Linked DNA regions of Zea mays: region 2 is linked to region 1. Evidence: chromatin contacts called from public Hi-C data. All regions are on one chromosome and are shown on one strand. Each heading gives the region's core, a stretch centred on a gene start, on an enhancer-like site or on the middle of the called end of the contact. The rest is flanking DNA. Distances are from core to core; before and after follow the strand shown. Region 1 holds the start of LOC103627656. Region 2 holds the start of LOC100285962 (rho GDP-dissociation inhibitor 1).

Region 1 (7,500 bases), core at 2,574-5,073:
GATGACCAGCAGCTTGGACGCGCGCTTCGCCTCCCGATAGAGGTCGCGGAGCCCCGAACGCGTCGACGGTGCCTGGCGCTCGACGTCGTTCTCCACTACGGACGAGACGTAGATGAAACCCTGCTCACAGCCACAAGCGAAGTGACTTGAGTCCTGCTGGCTCACCAGTCGTCACATGCACTACAGCGCGAGAATGCGACCAGCGGGACGTACCTCTTGAGTGCGGCTAATGGCAAAGCCGAGCCTGGCGTCGCCCTCCTCGAGGATGATCTCCACAGGCATTTCTCCAGCAGCGGCCGTGTACCAAACGCGCACCGCCTTCACCACGCCGATGTCGACGCCGTGATAGTCCTCGAAGCCATAGAGGCTGGCGTTGGCGAGGTTCGGGAGGTCGGCCAGTGAGCCCGAGTTGACTGTCGAAGATGCCGTCTCGCCGGAGATCTGCACCAAGCAAGTGATCAGATCATCGGAGAGGCGTGCACACACAGACGGTCAAAGAACCAACATCATCGATGCAGTCTTGAATTGATCATTACTACCTTGGTGAGAAGGGCCTCGGTCTGCACGTTCAAGAACGCAATGGGCACGCCGGACTCCTGAGACGAGAGGATCCAGGCGTTGGCGCGGGCCAGGGTGTCCTCGACGCAGTTGTAGCGGGAGCCGGCACGGTCGAGCGCCATGGGCAGAATGAGCAAGGAGAGGAAGCTGCTGGAGTTGGGGATCGGTAGCACCTCCCGCATCTTCTTCTCCCACGGGTAGGACACGTAGCCGTCCTGCAGCTGCGCCTTGCTCAGCGCGCACACCACCCTCGAACTCCTCGAGCCTGAAGAAAAAGCACCGTAGTAGGTGCCATTGCCAACGACCATAGCATCACGAATGTAGAACAGTTAGCAAACTCGGATCAATATTTTGTTGACGATGGAATGCAGAACAGTTAGCAAACTCGGATCAGTATTTTGTTGACGATCTTGTGTAAGTCCTAGTACTTCTTTGGTCCAAGAGAGAAGGGAAGTCAACCGAGGAATCTCCTAGTCCTAGTCGCGTTAAGAATCTGAGGCAGGATTTTTATAATCAGATGAATACTATTCAACGATCCGCAAGTGGTTTGCGAAGCATAATAACAAATCTAGATGAACACTAGTTCGATTCAACGTGCATCGCCGTGTCTGTTGCCTGGAAGTATGCATCTTGAACTAGGTTTTTTTTTACGAACCCATCTTATATAGGAGTACTTTTTTTGACTGACAGGAGCAACACACTGCATACAGGCTTCCAGGTTTACCCAGTTACTGCAAGATTTACAGTAACAACATAATAATTGTCCGGTTCCCATCTCACCACAAGATGGGCATCTTATTTGCTACAAAAGCTTGCGAACGCAAGACGGTACCAAGAAAAATACAGGATGCAAAAGAGTTAGGAATCAGGTCAATATTTTCCCATGTTATGTAATCATGCATCATTATTACCTTTTTCCCAGTTGAGAAGGGAAGTGAACGATCAAACCGATAAAAAGTCAACAGAGGAATCTCCTAGATTCATTTAGAATTCGAGACAGGATTTTTTATAATCAGGTGAATACTGATCGCTCCTTTGTAGAGCTTCTGTCAGGTCCAACTTCTCTAACGCAGTTTTCTTTTTCTTCCAAGTGCGATAGCATATAGGAGCGCTACCGCGAAGCATAATGATGAACCAAGTTAAATGCTGATTCGATTCAATGTATATCGCTGTCTGTTTGCCTTGAAGTATGCATCTAGCTTGAGATTAAGCAATTATACACTATCTCCGTGACTCCGTTCTTAAATATTTGTCGTTTATTTTTAAACGAAAATACGACAAATAAAAAAACAGAGGAAATACTTTTTTAGATTCTTAAAAAAGGTATTCCGTAATATACCTTTTTTACTGACAGGAGAACAAAACTGGATGCGGACTTCCTAGGTATATCATGTTACCGCATGATTTACAGATATAACTGCAGGGTTACTGTTTCATAACAGGATCTGATTCTTATTGTCAATAAAGGCTTGCAAGACGTAACGACAATACAAGATCTAATGCTGGGTCATCGTTCTCTTGTTTGAAGGGTCCCTTTGGTAGGGAGGTAGGGATCTATCGTCTAGATGCTCCGGCTCCTACAATATACTCGAAGCAGGGGAGCCAAAAAAATTTTGGCTTCATCGGCTCTATGATAGAAGATAGGACAGAGAGAAACCCCTATGAGCAGTACGTGAACAACACGTGAATAATAGAGAAGCTAGAGCCGGTGGAAGCTTCGTAATGTTCATAGGAATATGCTTGACTACAGAGTATTGCTAGCATACATCAAACCCTATTATAGTTTGGTCGGCCAAGCTACCGTAGAAACTTTCCCAACGGTACGGCCATCGGTCCTCAACACAACAAGACCAACAAAGCTGTAAGCACTTTCTACAATCTTCCTCGGATCCTATATATCCCAACCCGGCATATCCTGACACATATTGACAGATACGGGCGATGCGATCATCATGTATTTAATAACTACTCCTAAAAGTGGCCATTTCTGACTGTCTTAATCTGCGCTGAGAACAAAACAAGGATCTCTATCGTGAACACGCCAAAATTTCAAGAAACGATAAAGCGCAGGTTAACTTTTTGCGCACTAAAGTCCGCATGCATGCGCCTACCCTTTTTCTCAAGTCCAATCCGGCATGTAACGAAAACTCAGTGGCGGACTTTTCTTCCGAGGGCTAGCGCGGCGAACCGAATCAAGTTGATCGCACGGGCTAAAAGCGGATCAAAAAGAGAGATCCTGATATTTGCCATCAGCAAGAAATATGTTTGTAAAATTGTCATCAAGCTCATATTTCATAGACTCAACTGACCTACAATTTATAGACATAGTGGTAATTATAACAAGAAGATAATATTGTGAGTGACAAAAATCCAATTAAAATCTGCAACGAAGAAGTAGAAGAAGAGGATGAGCATGTTGTGCTATCGGGGTGGTAGTACGGTACCTCTGATGGCGATGCACTCGCTCTCCATGCGGTCGACGAGGCCGACGGCGTAGTTGGGGTCGCGGATGGAGCGGAGCACGTAGTGGCGGGTCCGGCCGATCCCGCCGACGGACTCCTGCGGCACGATGCAGGCCTGCATGCTGGCCGCGTCGTCCGCCACCTGCAGCTCCCCGCTGTCGCCGGCGACGAGCTGGCGCTGCAGCTGCGCGGAGGCGGAGGAGCGGCGCACGCGGACCTCGACGGAGGTCTCCCCGCGCTTGTAGGCCGCGTGCAGGAGCTTCTGCAGCGCGGCGCGGCCGCCCTTGAAGGGCGCGGCGGCGTGCGCGGCGGGCTCGCCCCGGCGGCCCACCCCGATGAGGAGCTCCTCCACGACGTCCCCCGTCTGCACCGTCTCGCTGCTCCCGGGCCCCCACTCCTCGGCCCGCGACCCGCCCGCGACGCACTCGATCGCGACCACGCCTTGCCTCCTCCCGCTCTCCATGGGCATGCCCCCAGGCTCCTCTACGCCTCTTCGGCTCTCCCTCCCTCCTCACGAGTCGCGCTGCGTGGCTGTGAATCAAGCAAGTATCTGGGCAGCTCGCGCTGTTGACTTGTACAGGGCGCTGTCCTGTCACGCCGCCCTAACACCAACGCAAGGCAACACAGCACCGTAGCCTAGAAGAGCAGCTCAGCTCACGCAGATTCCTCGGCCCTTTTAGAGACGGCGGCCAGTCGAGAGAGAAGCCGCTTTCCAGGATGGTGCAAATGGAAGCGCCGCTCGAACGCGATGGACCGATCGGGATGGCCACGCGTCGACCGGCTCGGTCGCTGAATCCGCGCCCTCCGTTCGTTTACCACGGACCACTGGCCACACGGGTCGTTAAAATCTGGCTGACGTTATCGGCGTGGAATCTGGGCCTAAAATTCGTCGACCGTGACGCCACGACCGCCGCGCCTTCTGATCGGCAGATCCCAGGCGTGGGATTCCGGCGGCCTCGCCGGACCAGAGTTCAGATCAGCAGCTTACGCTGCAGCTGTCGTGTGACAACGTAGTACCGCCAGTTAGGCTGTAGTCTAATCTCCTAAAGAAAAAAAACTGAATCGACATGCTCCAGGACCTCTGAACACCATTTGTCCCTCTCGCGAAGACTCGCGGTGTCCTTAGCTGGAGTGGGGGATCCGTTTTTCTCGTTCAAATTCAACGGTGTGCCCATTGGTCAAGGCTAGCTTCTACGTCACGTTTCACTGGACGATTGGAGGAGGCCCAGAGTATCATAGAGTGACTGCTGCTTAACTGAATCCAGTTTCCTGAATATAGCGCTGATGACGAATCCCAATATTCGTTTTCTGGGCCAACGGCCTCGTGGCATCACTGGCGAAGAAGATTTCAAAACGGATGCGCATCATCTCTTGCCCATCAAAAAAACAAGTATTGGAACTCGCTTGCGCTGCCACTCAATGGCGTATGCCGTATAGGGCTTGTTCGATAGATGAAATCCCAACATTAATTTAATCCGGGTCTATATTGGATGAATTCATACCTCACTCTCAATTATATGGTAGGATTAAATCCATCATTTAATTCATACATCTTTCAAAACTAGTTATTTTTTGATTTATAAATTCTAATATAAACTTGTGCAATATCTTCGTGGATTTGTTCTATACCTAATAGCTATGGATATAATCCATGTCTTCCATAGTTTACAAAATTATGAAATCCTTAGGATGAGTTTAACCAAATAAAAATTTTGAGTAGGCTTGAAATATTTTGGACATAGATTGTGACATGGATTTAATTACAATCTATACTAGTCTAGAGCTGGATTGGTGTAAACGAAAAGGTCTAAGTAGGTAGATTCACGGGTCATAGCCTCTCTAATTGACAGCCCAAGTGTATGGATTCTTTACGAGTGTTGTGTCATGACAGAGAAATAAATGGTCAGCTACTCTCGGCGACCACTTCATATACAAGTAACAACCACGAAACACACTCCTACTTCCCTGTTCCCACAAGTAATTCTCTGGTCAAGTTTCCATCCATGTGCCAGTGGCCAATAATGGCGCTGTACTAGAAAACACGGCATATCCATTTTTGTGGAAATAGAGGTTGGGAACCAAGTAATGATATAAATTACTGAGGAACAGATAAATTAGCCATCATCGTTGACCTCAGTATTGGCCACAGGCACATGTTGCGAGTTGCGACAGTGACATGGACACATGGTCATACGGTATAGTAGTTCGAGAGTAGACCCGAGTATGGGCCAGGCGCGGCCCAGGCCTAGGCTGGTTCAAGAAAAAAAAACACCGTTCATTTTAGGCCTACAAACACCATGAAATCCGTCCAAACGCCGAGCCTGTAGCCACATCCCACGTCACACATTTTTCTTCATTCTCCACTCGCCCCGTTTATCTCACTGCTACAGGATGCATTTCTGCAGTCGGTCAAAATGCACCTTTGCAGTTGGCCATTCAGTCCGTCTGGGACTATTTGGCTGTGTTAATCCGTAACTTCGTAGATAGGCCCATAAATATGGGTTTTCGATCTTTCTGTCAGATTTAAGATAACTCAATTTGATAGAACGCGATGAACTGATTCAATTTCATATTAAAAAAAAACCTAAATCCTGTAAACTTATTAGCACCCTGACTCGTGTCACTAACTCGGTTGATCTCACCTAGAAAGCTAATTCCTACATGAGAAACAAAAAAATACAAGCAACAATTATAAAGTCCACAATTTAAGCAAAGTGATAACTGCAGACATATGATTAAGATAACCAATGTGGGGCTCCACAGACCACAATCGAAAAAATGATTGTTTGATAACAAATTAATCTAAAACGAAACACAAGCGCTAATGTCGGAGACGGCTACTGATTATCTCTACTAACTATTAAGTTAGCAGTGTAGACCGCCCCCGCCTCTGCCCGCACGTCCTCCCGCAAACCCCGCCGCGCTTCCAACCACCTCCGCATCCGACATCACTCGCTTCGGCTGCTGGCGCTCGTCGCTGGGGAGCACCCGCGGGATGCCGTCGCGCCGCTCGTGACCAGGCTCCTAGCCGCCGCGCTGCGCTGCGTCCCTCCTCCGTGCGCGCACCGCCCGCGGCGCTGGCCCCGCTCACCGACGTCGTGCTCCACGAGCAGGACAAGTGCGCGCAGCTGGCCGCCGCGCTCGCTGCCGCCGCCGCCGTCGAGGCCTCGGAGCCCACCGACGACCTCGCCGTGTACCTCCGGGGGCTCCTCCCGTGCCTCTACAAGCTCCTCCGCGTCGCGGCGTTCAAGGCCAAGCCCGCGCTCATCTCCCTCATTGACGCTGCCTCGGCAGCCTCCGGCGGACTTCTCCGTGCGCGCACCGCCCGCGGCGCTGGCCCCGCTCACCGATGCCGTGCTCCACGAGCAGGACCAGTGCGAGCAGAATACAGCAGCACGGGCGTCACCGCCACATTCGGGGCTAGGGCTCCGGCGACGGCCGCGCGGCGGGCGGCGGGATTAGGGTTTGGCGAGATCGCATCGGGGGAGAAGAGAAGGGAGATAGCGAGATCAGGATGGCGCTGGCGCCCGTGCTGCTGTATTCTGCTCGCGGCTCGCGTGCGTTTCTTCTCTCTTGCCTGGCAGGGGGGAAGAGAGGGGAGGGGGGAGGAGCGTGAGGCGCCTGTCGCTATGTCCCACCGTGCCACGAGGGTCGTGGGAGGCTTCAGCACGGGTCCCGCGGGTCAGAGCGACAATCACAGTACACACGGTAAAGTTATCGGATGGGACGAGCGAACGGCGGAACAGGGCTTGCTTCCTTCTCACGGACTCACGCTCACCTGCCCACCCAGTCACAGGACCACTGACGCGTGGGCCATGGAGGTGCGGTGAATGGGGTAGGCAGACGGCGGGGTAGCTGGGGACAAGGCGTCACGGCAGGGTGAACGTTGATTCCACCTTGTGGGCCCCGGATACGCTTCTCGAGAGTGGCTGGCTGCCTGCGTTGGCAGCTTGATTTGATGGGCACTTAATTAAGAAGCCTAGCCGTAATTAAGAAGCTTCCGCTGGTTGCTTTGGCCGCTATCCACTTTGGGGCTTGTTGCTTCTGCTGCACCGCCCTCTGGTTCCTTTTTCGAGATTATCTCTACTAACTATTAAGTTAGCAGTGTAAACCGCCCCCGCCTCTGCCCGCACGCCCTCCCGTAAACCCCGCCGCGCTTCCAACCACCTCCGCAACCGACAGGACGCCGCTGCGGCGGCACTCGCTCCGGCTGCTGGCGCTCGTAATGGTTGCAATGTAATGGTGAAATAGCTATATTTAAATAACAAAATTTATATATAGGTAGGATCACAATGAATTCTGAAATATTTTCTCATAACAATATAACACACAATTGTACATAAGTTATCGTATTATTATACATTTCCGTTGCAACGCACGGGCACTCATCTAGTATAGTCTAAGAGTCATCACAACCCCTTAACGTGCCCACTAACAAGCTCTAAGATGATACACGACCAAAAAAAACCAAAAGACATGA
Region 2 (7,500 bases), core at 2,283-4,782, 320 kb after region 1:
GTCAAATGATAGAGAGGTGAAAATCCAAGAGAAGGTATATTTCTAGACTTAGTACATTGGTTTTTGTGTACTAACATATTTGTCTAAGTGTTAGAAACAGAGAAAAGAAGAAAAGAAAAGAGATGCAAAAGGCTTGGCTGTGTACAGCCAAGACTCAGCTCAGTCTGGCACACCGGACTGTCCAGTGGTGCACCGGACAGTGTCCGGTGCGCAAGACTGAACTCTGGTGAACATGCCGCTCTCGGGAAGCGATTAACGGCGTACGGCTATAAATCACCGGACTGTCCGGTGGTGCACCAGACTGTCCGGTGAGCCAACGGTCGGCCACGCAATCCGCGTGTGACGCGTGGCCGAGCCAACGGTCAGATGGGGGCACCGGACTGTCCGGTGCGCCAACGGCTCCAAGACTGCAACGGTCGACTACGCCAATTTTGGAAGGAAATCGGGCACCAGACAGTGTCCAGTGGTGCACCGGACTGTCCGGTGCGCCAACCGACAGAAGGCAAAAATTGCCTTCCTGGATTGCTCTAAACGGCTCCTAGGCCTTTTGGGTCTATAAAAGGGACTCCTAGGCGCCTCCAATAGTGAGATAAGCGCAGCCAACAAGTGTAGACATCACTCTGATCAATTCTCACTCTCCCTCTTGTGTGTATCTCTCTAGTTTGTGTAGAAGGCAAAACTATAAGCCTTTAGAGAGTGGAGAAGTGCTGCTAAGAGCTAGAGCAAGGTCTTGAGCATATCGTTACCCTGCCGGAGTGCTGCCAAGAAGATTGTAAGCAGCTGCGGTTTCGTTGTAACCATCTCAACATAGTGGAAGGCTCTATCTGTCAGATTGACAGATTTGAGCAAACGGAGGAAGGAGTTGAAACAGACTCCAAGCCCAGGTGTGGCTAACTCCAACGAGGACTAGGCAAGCGTTTCAGGCTTGGCCGAACCTCGGGATAAATCCTTGCGTCTGTGTGCTCTGTTCTGTATTGTATTCTGACTCTCTGTCTCACTCGCTTTTATATCTGCACTTCAACACTTATCTGTGGTATAAGCTTTATTTGAAGTGCAGGACATTTTGAGACAGGATCTTCTATTCCACTACAACCTACTCGAAGGGTCTTCTCATTCCACTGCGTTCTAGTCTTCGAGTAGAGTAAGAATTTAAGTTTTCAAGTGATAATTTTTATTCGCCTATTCACCCCCCCCTCTAGGCGACATCCAGATCCTATTCCCGGGCCCAAGGGAACTTTCACAAGGTCCAGGACCCCCGCGAGTGTGACCCAGGCCTCCGGGACGGGTCCCGGTCCCCTCTGCATAGGGACCGGACTACCCACAGCTGGGCCCCGGGACTCTGAGGCAAAGGGCACCCGACCCTTGCTCAGGCAGGGGTCCGGTGCTAACACGTGTCCAGGCCCAACCTGGTGCGGACCTGTCCGTATAACGCTACTGCACCCCGCCCAGACGGGAACCCGATGCTGCCACATGGCCTACCGCGCGTGACGTAAGCCTGCGGGTAGAGCCTGACGTAAGGCCTCTGGGCCGCGCTGCCTCTGCATTTATTGCAGAAAAGATGCGCCGCCTGTCTATCCCGCTGACAGCCGATGTGCCCCTTCAACATTTAATGTGTCCTATCTACTCATCTGGCAGGCAGCGACCAGGCTATCCCGCAGGCGGCGTGCCTGTCTATTCCCGTTGGCTGACGATACGTCTGTGCTGCCGCATGCGCCGTATCCATCATGACTCGCGTGTTACCGAGGACGATACCGCGAGATATCAATACTGTATGCACTACGGCTATGATGGCATTCAAAGATTACATGGGCATGGCAAGCAATAGTTCCATCCTTCCATTTGTCCCTGGGCCCACGTGTCGGGGCTCAGAACCCTTGTACATGCCCCCCTTGAACTATAAAAGGGGAGGCATGCGACGTGAACACACCAAGACTCAAGTCATTCAGGCTTACACACAGCACAAGCTTCCTCAACAATCCAACACACAGTGGAGTAGGGTATTACGCTCCGGCGGCCCGAACCACTCTAAATCCTCGCGTGTTCATGTGTTTGATGATCGCTTAGCAAGACAGGCAAAACGCTTAAGCCCCCTCCTCATCTTAGGATTTAGGGTGGGTGCACTCCGCCACCCGGCCGGAGAATTCCCTCTCCGATAGCGGTTGTAGATGTCATTGAGGAGGATCTTCTTACATGCTCGTCGATCATCAATTATTTAGTTATTTAGGGTACGATGGTGAAGAGCTTCTCTAGTGAAGTAGTAGGTGTTGGCTATTTGGTCCAGAAGGTCGATCACTTCTTGTCATTGCAATCAATGAGGTCCATGGAGTGTAGCAGTCATATGTGGATCTATAATTTAATAAACTAAAAACCTATTGTCGACCTAAAATTGCATGAGATTTATAAAAAAAAAAGATATGTATTTACCAGCCTTTCGTTATATGTCTTTGTTCATTCCTTTATCATTGGAATTAGAGAGCATCAGAGTAAGCGAACTGGTTCAAAATAGTATCATTATCGCTGGTTAGAGGTACTATCATGCCTGCATGAGGACGAAATGGGGGACAAGCATCATATGAAGGAGGCACACCGTATGGTGGAGTACCAAATGAGGGAAAGAACTGAGGAGGAGCATCAAAGGATCCAAATGGAGGATCATCATATGGATATGGATATGAAAAAATATTCTTACCATCATTTGGGGATGAGTGGCACATAAAATGCCATGTCAGTTACAAATGTTAAATTGACATCAGTAAAACTAACAAAAAGTTAAATGCCCCTATGGATATCCATACATGTATGAAAAATGATATGTGTAAGTGAATGGTGGTAGAGGAGTGTCGACAGTAAGAGCTTTTGGTGATGGAAGGAGCATTGGTGGTTGGATTTTCACTGGGAGGATCATATTTTGTCAAGATGAATTAGGCTTTTCTAAAACGTCTTGCCACAATTATAACCCTCCATTGAACTCGCCCTTCTACTTGAATTAGGAGAGGGGTGAGAGGGGTATTCACACAGCAGAAAGCTTCCATGCACTTCGGACCCCCAACCCAGGCTTGAATGGGGCGGAAAATTCGGTGGATCAGTTGTCCGCTGGTGTCGACAACGCTGACATGCTGAGTCGTGCGGTGCCCCCCCACTGATTTCAATCGTTTACGCCGCATGGAATGGCCTGGAGCGGGCGCAGATCCATGATTGCGGCGTGATGAACGGCACGGGACACATCGGACAAGACCCCGGACAAAGCTGATGCCCGCGCGGACAGGGAAAGGCACCGTCCGGACCTTTACTTGGCCGGATGAATGCGCCGGCCAGTTTAACCACGCAATTAGTACACCAACCAGTGTTCTTACTGCGAGACAGTGTTACTTGAAGAGTGACCATGGACAGGGCTCTACTCTCTATCCATCCTGTTTCCTTGTGCTGTCAGAAAATTCAAAACCACCAAAGATCTCATCCCCATCGCGATTCGCGTCGTATTGGGGAATTAAAACTCCTCACCAACGCCACCAAAGACACACAGTCCCCAGATGTACAACCTGTAGGGGTTGCAGCGCGGCGCCGGCGCGTCGGGTCGTGCCCATCACGTTGTCTCCACTCCGTCGCCTCTCCTCTCCTCTCCGTCCCTGCGCCACGCGGGGGAGATTAAAGCGAAGCGCCTCCCCGCTCACCTCTCCTCTCGTCGTGCGTTGGATCAAAGTATCAAACCAATCTCCCCTCGCCGTCCGGCCGGCGTGCGCGCGGGGCCTCTTTTTTTGGAGCCTTGCGCCGCGGCCCGTTCCTCCTGTCCGAAATAATCCGCCTCGACGTGTTCGCCTCCCCCTCCCCCTCCCTCTCTCCCCTCCCCTCGCGACTCGTCTCGTGCGTGACTGCGTGCTCGCTCTCCTTTTCGCTGCGCTCATCTCGGTATCTGTGCCAGCGCTCGCCTCTCCCCGCCGGCCCGCCCTCCTTCCTTTCCTTGTCTAGCCGAAGGCCGAAGCCACTGCGCGCGCGTGCGTGCGACGATGTCGTCGGCGGTGGAGGCCATCTCCTGCCCCAAGGTCGACGTCCCCGCCGGCCCGGAGCCGGGGGAGCCGGCCAAGGAAGCGGCGCCGCCCGCGGAGCACTGCGACACGGCGCCCAACGGCAAGTGCGCGCCGCGTTGTCACGGGGAGGAGGAGGAGGAGGAGGAGGACGAGGAGGACGAGGAGAAGGCCCCCAAGGCCATCGACCTCGGTCCCATGGTCAGCATCAAGGAGCAGCTCGAGAAGGACAAGGTACGGATGGTGCCTTGTCTTAATTCATCTGCGTGCAGCGTGCGTTTCTTTTCTTCACTATACTTCTTCGGGGCCGCGTTTTACCTCGCAGGACGACGAGAGCCTGCGGCGATGGAAGGAGCAGCTCCTCGGCGGCGTGGACTTGAACTCCGTGGGAGGTAAATTAAACTCGCGTCGTCTGCTGAAAAAAAAAAGAATTCGAGATTTCTAAGCAAAATTTGCTGGGTGCCGCCTGCCTGCGTCTGATTGGCTGGCCAGACCGTCCTTGCGGCCTTGTTTAATGGCGCCAGTGGGGCAACGGCACATGAATGTCTACGCATGTGATGTGAGCACCGCCATGCCGAGATGGTCCCGTGACACGGTGACGGCGTGACCGGTGGCCGTGAGCCATCCATCTGCATTTGTTTCCCGTGAGCCCTCCCTCCATTTGACAATGCACTGTGCACCGGCCACAGCCCACAGCCCGTGCGCCGTACTGCGCGTACCTTTCGTGTAAAAGTGAGAGGCGGTGGCCTGTCACCTGTGGACTCAGCACCGGCCGGCGGCCGACTTGCGTGCCTTTTTCTGCCGGTCGTTTCGGAAGAAAAAGCGTGGAGGGCACGGTTTACAAAACCGGTAAAAACCGGCGGTAAACCGGTCGGTTTACCGAAACCGCTGGGGTGCGGTTTCGGTTAACCACCGGTTTTTTTTCAAAATTCGTTCTAAATTTAAAAAATTTAAAAAAATTCATAAAAACCGGAAACCGCCGGTAAACCGTTTTTTGGGACCGGTAAACCGTTATTTTAGATCGGTAAACCGCCAATTTTTGCCGGAAACCCGAATTTAATGCCACGATTGAGTATTTAGTGGTCAATTTATGTATACTAGTCTTGTTTAATGTTATATGTTATATGTGGAGATGTTATATGCTATATGTGAAGATGAAACCCGTAGCTCAAGTCAAGTTTAGACATTTAGTGGTCAATTCCGGTTACATTTCCTGTCCAAGATGGAATCCGTGGATCAAGTAGCTTCAGTTCTTCTAATAAGTATCCGTCTGGACAATACTCAATCTAGCTAGAACTCTTAGCTCCAATTCTTCTGTATGTGTTCCTAAGATTTGCTTGAAGATGAAACCGGTAGCTCAAGTCAAGTTTAGACATTTAGTGGTCAATTTCGGTTACATTTCCTGTCCAAGATGGAATCTGTGGATCAAGTAGCTTCAGTTCTTCTAATAAGTATTCGTCTAGACAATACTCAATCTAGCTAGAACTCTTAGCTCCAGTTCTTCTGTATGTGTTCCTAAGATTTGCTGATCAGGAGAAAAGTTCAACACTTGGTGAGGTGCACGTGCAATACACAAACACCAAACATACATACTGGTATGTTGTTTTGCTTTGTGGATAAGTATTTATTTGTCGTTCTTATTTTCTCGCTAATGTACTAAACCCTAAACCCTATGACTCGAGGTGAACATGTGAGTATTGTGAAATAAGTCGACCTATGTGTCATTGCCTCGTTGGAGAGGTGTAAAAGAACTTGTATTTGAGTATGCAAAGTTCGCTGGTTGTTTATTACATGAGAACTGGAGTTTGTGGTTGCATATATATATATATATATATATATATATATATATATATATATATATATATATATATATATATATATATATATATATATAATTATATGTTTTTTGGTGAATGCATGTTGTGTAGATCAATTAATATTTACTGTACAATGTGAATTGAGCAAACTATAAATAAATTCTGATAAAATTTTCAATTTTTCTGCAAAAAAACAATAAAAACCAGTTTGTTTCGCGGTTAACCGGCGGTTTCTACCGGTTTTTCGCCGGTTTTCCACTGGTAAACCGGTTTGAATTCAAAATGATTTGGTTTGGCCAAACCGGTCGGTTTTTACCGGTTTCCACCGGTTTACCGACGGTAAACCGTTACCGGTGGGGGGCGGTTTTTACATCTAAAACGGTTTTGTAAACCGTGGTGGAGGGGCACCGGTTAATCATTATTCGTTGGTCTTCTGCAGATGTGGTAATTTGAATCCTGGACCCTAGAAATGCAACCGTAGGATACCAATGCCAGCATCCTTCAATCCTGAGAAAGTGGCATACTACTGCTGGTAGTCGTCGTCGTAGTCGTTGCTATTCTGAACTTCTGGTGTAGTTTTATCTGGTGCTTTTGCTGCTTTTAAGATCAGCATATTTTGCAGGATTCAGGCATTCGTTCATGGAGCACTTGCCTTTTTGGCTTAGACTTTAGCACACATTTTCACGTTTAGTGTTTACAATAACGCTGATTTAAACCTTCTGAGCCGTTTGAATGAGCGGGAGATGGAAGTGCTATCTCGAATCAGACCGAGACAGAGAGTGAAAGTGAAAGAGACGCTCAATTTAATGAGCATGTCCAATTTAATGCAATGTAAGAAGCAGATCTGAAATTTGAACATCCTGTGCGTGTGTGTGTGATGTTCGCAGAGACGCTGGAGCCGGACGTGAAGATAATGAGCCTGTCCATCCTGTCGCCCGGGCGGCCCGACATCGTGCTGCCGCTGCCGGTGGAGCCCAACGGCAAGGGCGTGTGGTTCACCCTCAAGGAAGGCTCCCCGTACCGGCTCAAGTTCACCTTCTCCGTCAGCAACAACATCGTCTCCGGCCTCCGCTACACCAACACCGTCTGGAAGACGGGGCTCAAAGGTGAGTGAGAAAGCCAGCCGACAGGAGGATGATCTGACGCCTGGCGGGCGGGGCGGGACGACAGACACGCCATTTGTGCGCACGCACGAGCACGAGCACGTCCCTTACTAGTGTGCCGGCCACCAGAACACCACAGCTCACGGTCTGCTGCTTGTCATGTCATGTCACGCGGTGCAGTTGACAGAGCCAAGGAGATGCTCGGCACGTTCAGCCCCCAGCTGGAGCCCTACACGTACGTGACGCCGGAGGACACCACCCCGTCGGGAATGTTTGCCCGGGGGTCCTACTCTGCCAGGACCAAGGTACGTACGTACGTGGATGCAGAACCAGTCCTTTTTCGGTTCACACAGAATCCTTCAGGCTCGATAGTTCACGAGGTTTGGTTTGGCATCCTGTTCTTTGACAGTTCCTCGACGACGACCGCAAGTGCTACCTGGAGATCAACTACACCTTCGACATCCGCCGGGAGTGGCCGTCGACGAGCTGACCATCCTTCCCTCCCTCCATCGGTGGCCTGAGCAGACCAGTCGTTTCGTTCTGTGTTCTTCCTTTTCT

Evidence for each region. A called contact is a pair of places that touch in the nucleus more often than the background predicts.
Region 2: a contact with region 1 is called in a Hi-C map of tassel, with 2.0 times the contacts expected there. The contact joins the promoter of LOC100285962 here to the promoter of LOC103627656 in region 1. A contact is called at or near these places in 3 of 25 Hi-C or Micro-C datasets (ear, leaf and tassel).

What each region holds. Positions count from the first base shown.
Region 1 is chr5:211,335,008-211,342,507 of Zm-B73-REFERENCE-NAM-5.0, forward strand. LOC103627656 reads right to left here and starts at 3,824. Exons shown (of 4, transcript XM_008647948.4): 1 at 3,003-3,824; 2 at 540-823; 3 at 214-441; 4 at 1-120. The coding sequence starts at 3,489.
Region 2 is chr5:211,656,448-211,663,947 of Zm-B73-REFERENCE-NAM-5.0, forward strand. It overlaps LOC100285962 (rho GDP-dissociation inhibitor 1), which reads left to right and starts at 3,533. Exons shown (of 5, transcript NM_001366739.1): 1 at 3,533-4,256; 2 at 4,348-4,414; 3 at 6,727-6,945; 4 at 7,123-7,247; 5 at 7,352-7,500. The coding sequence starts at 4,005. The coding sequence ends at 7,432.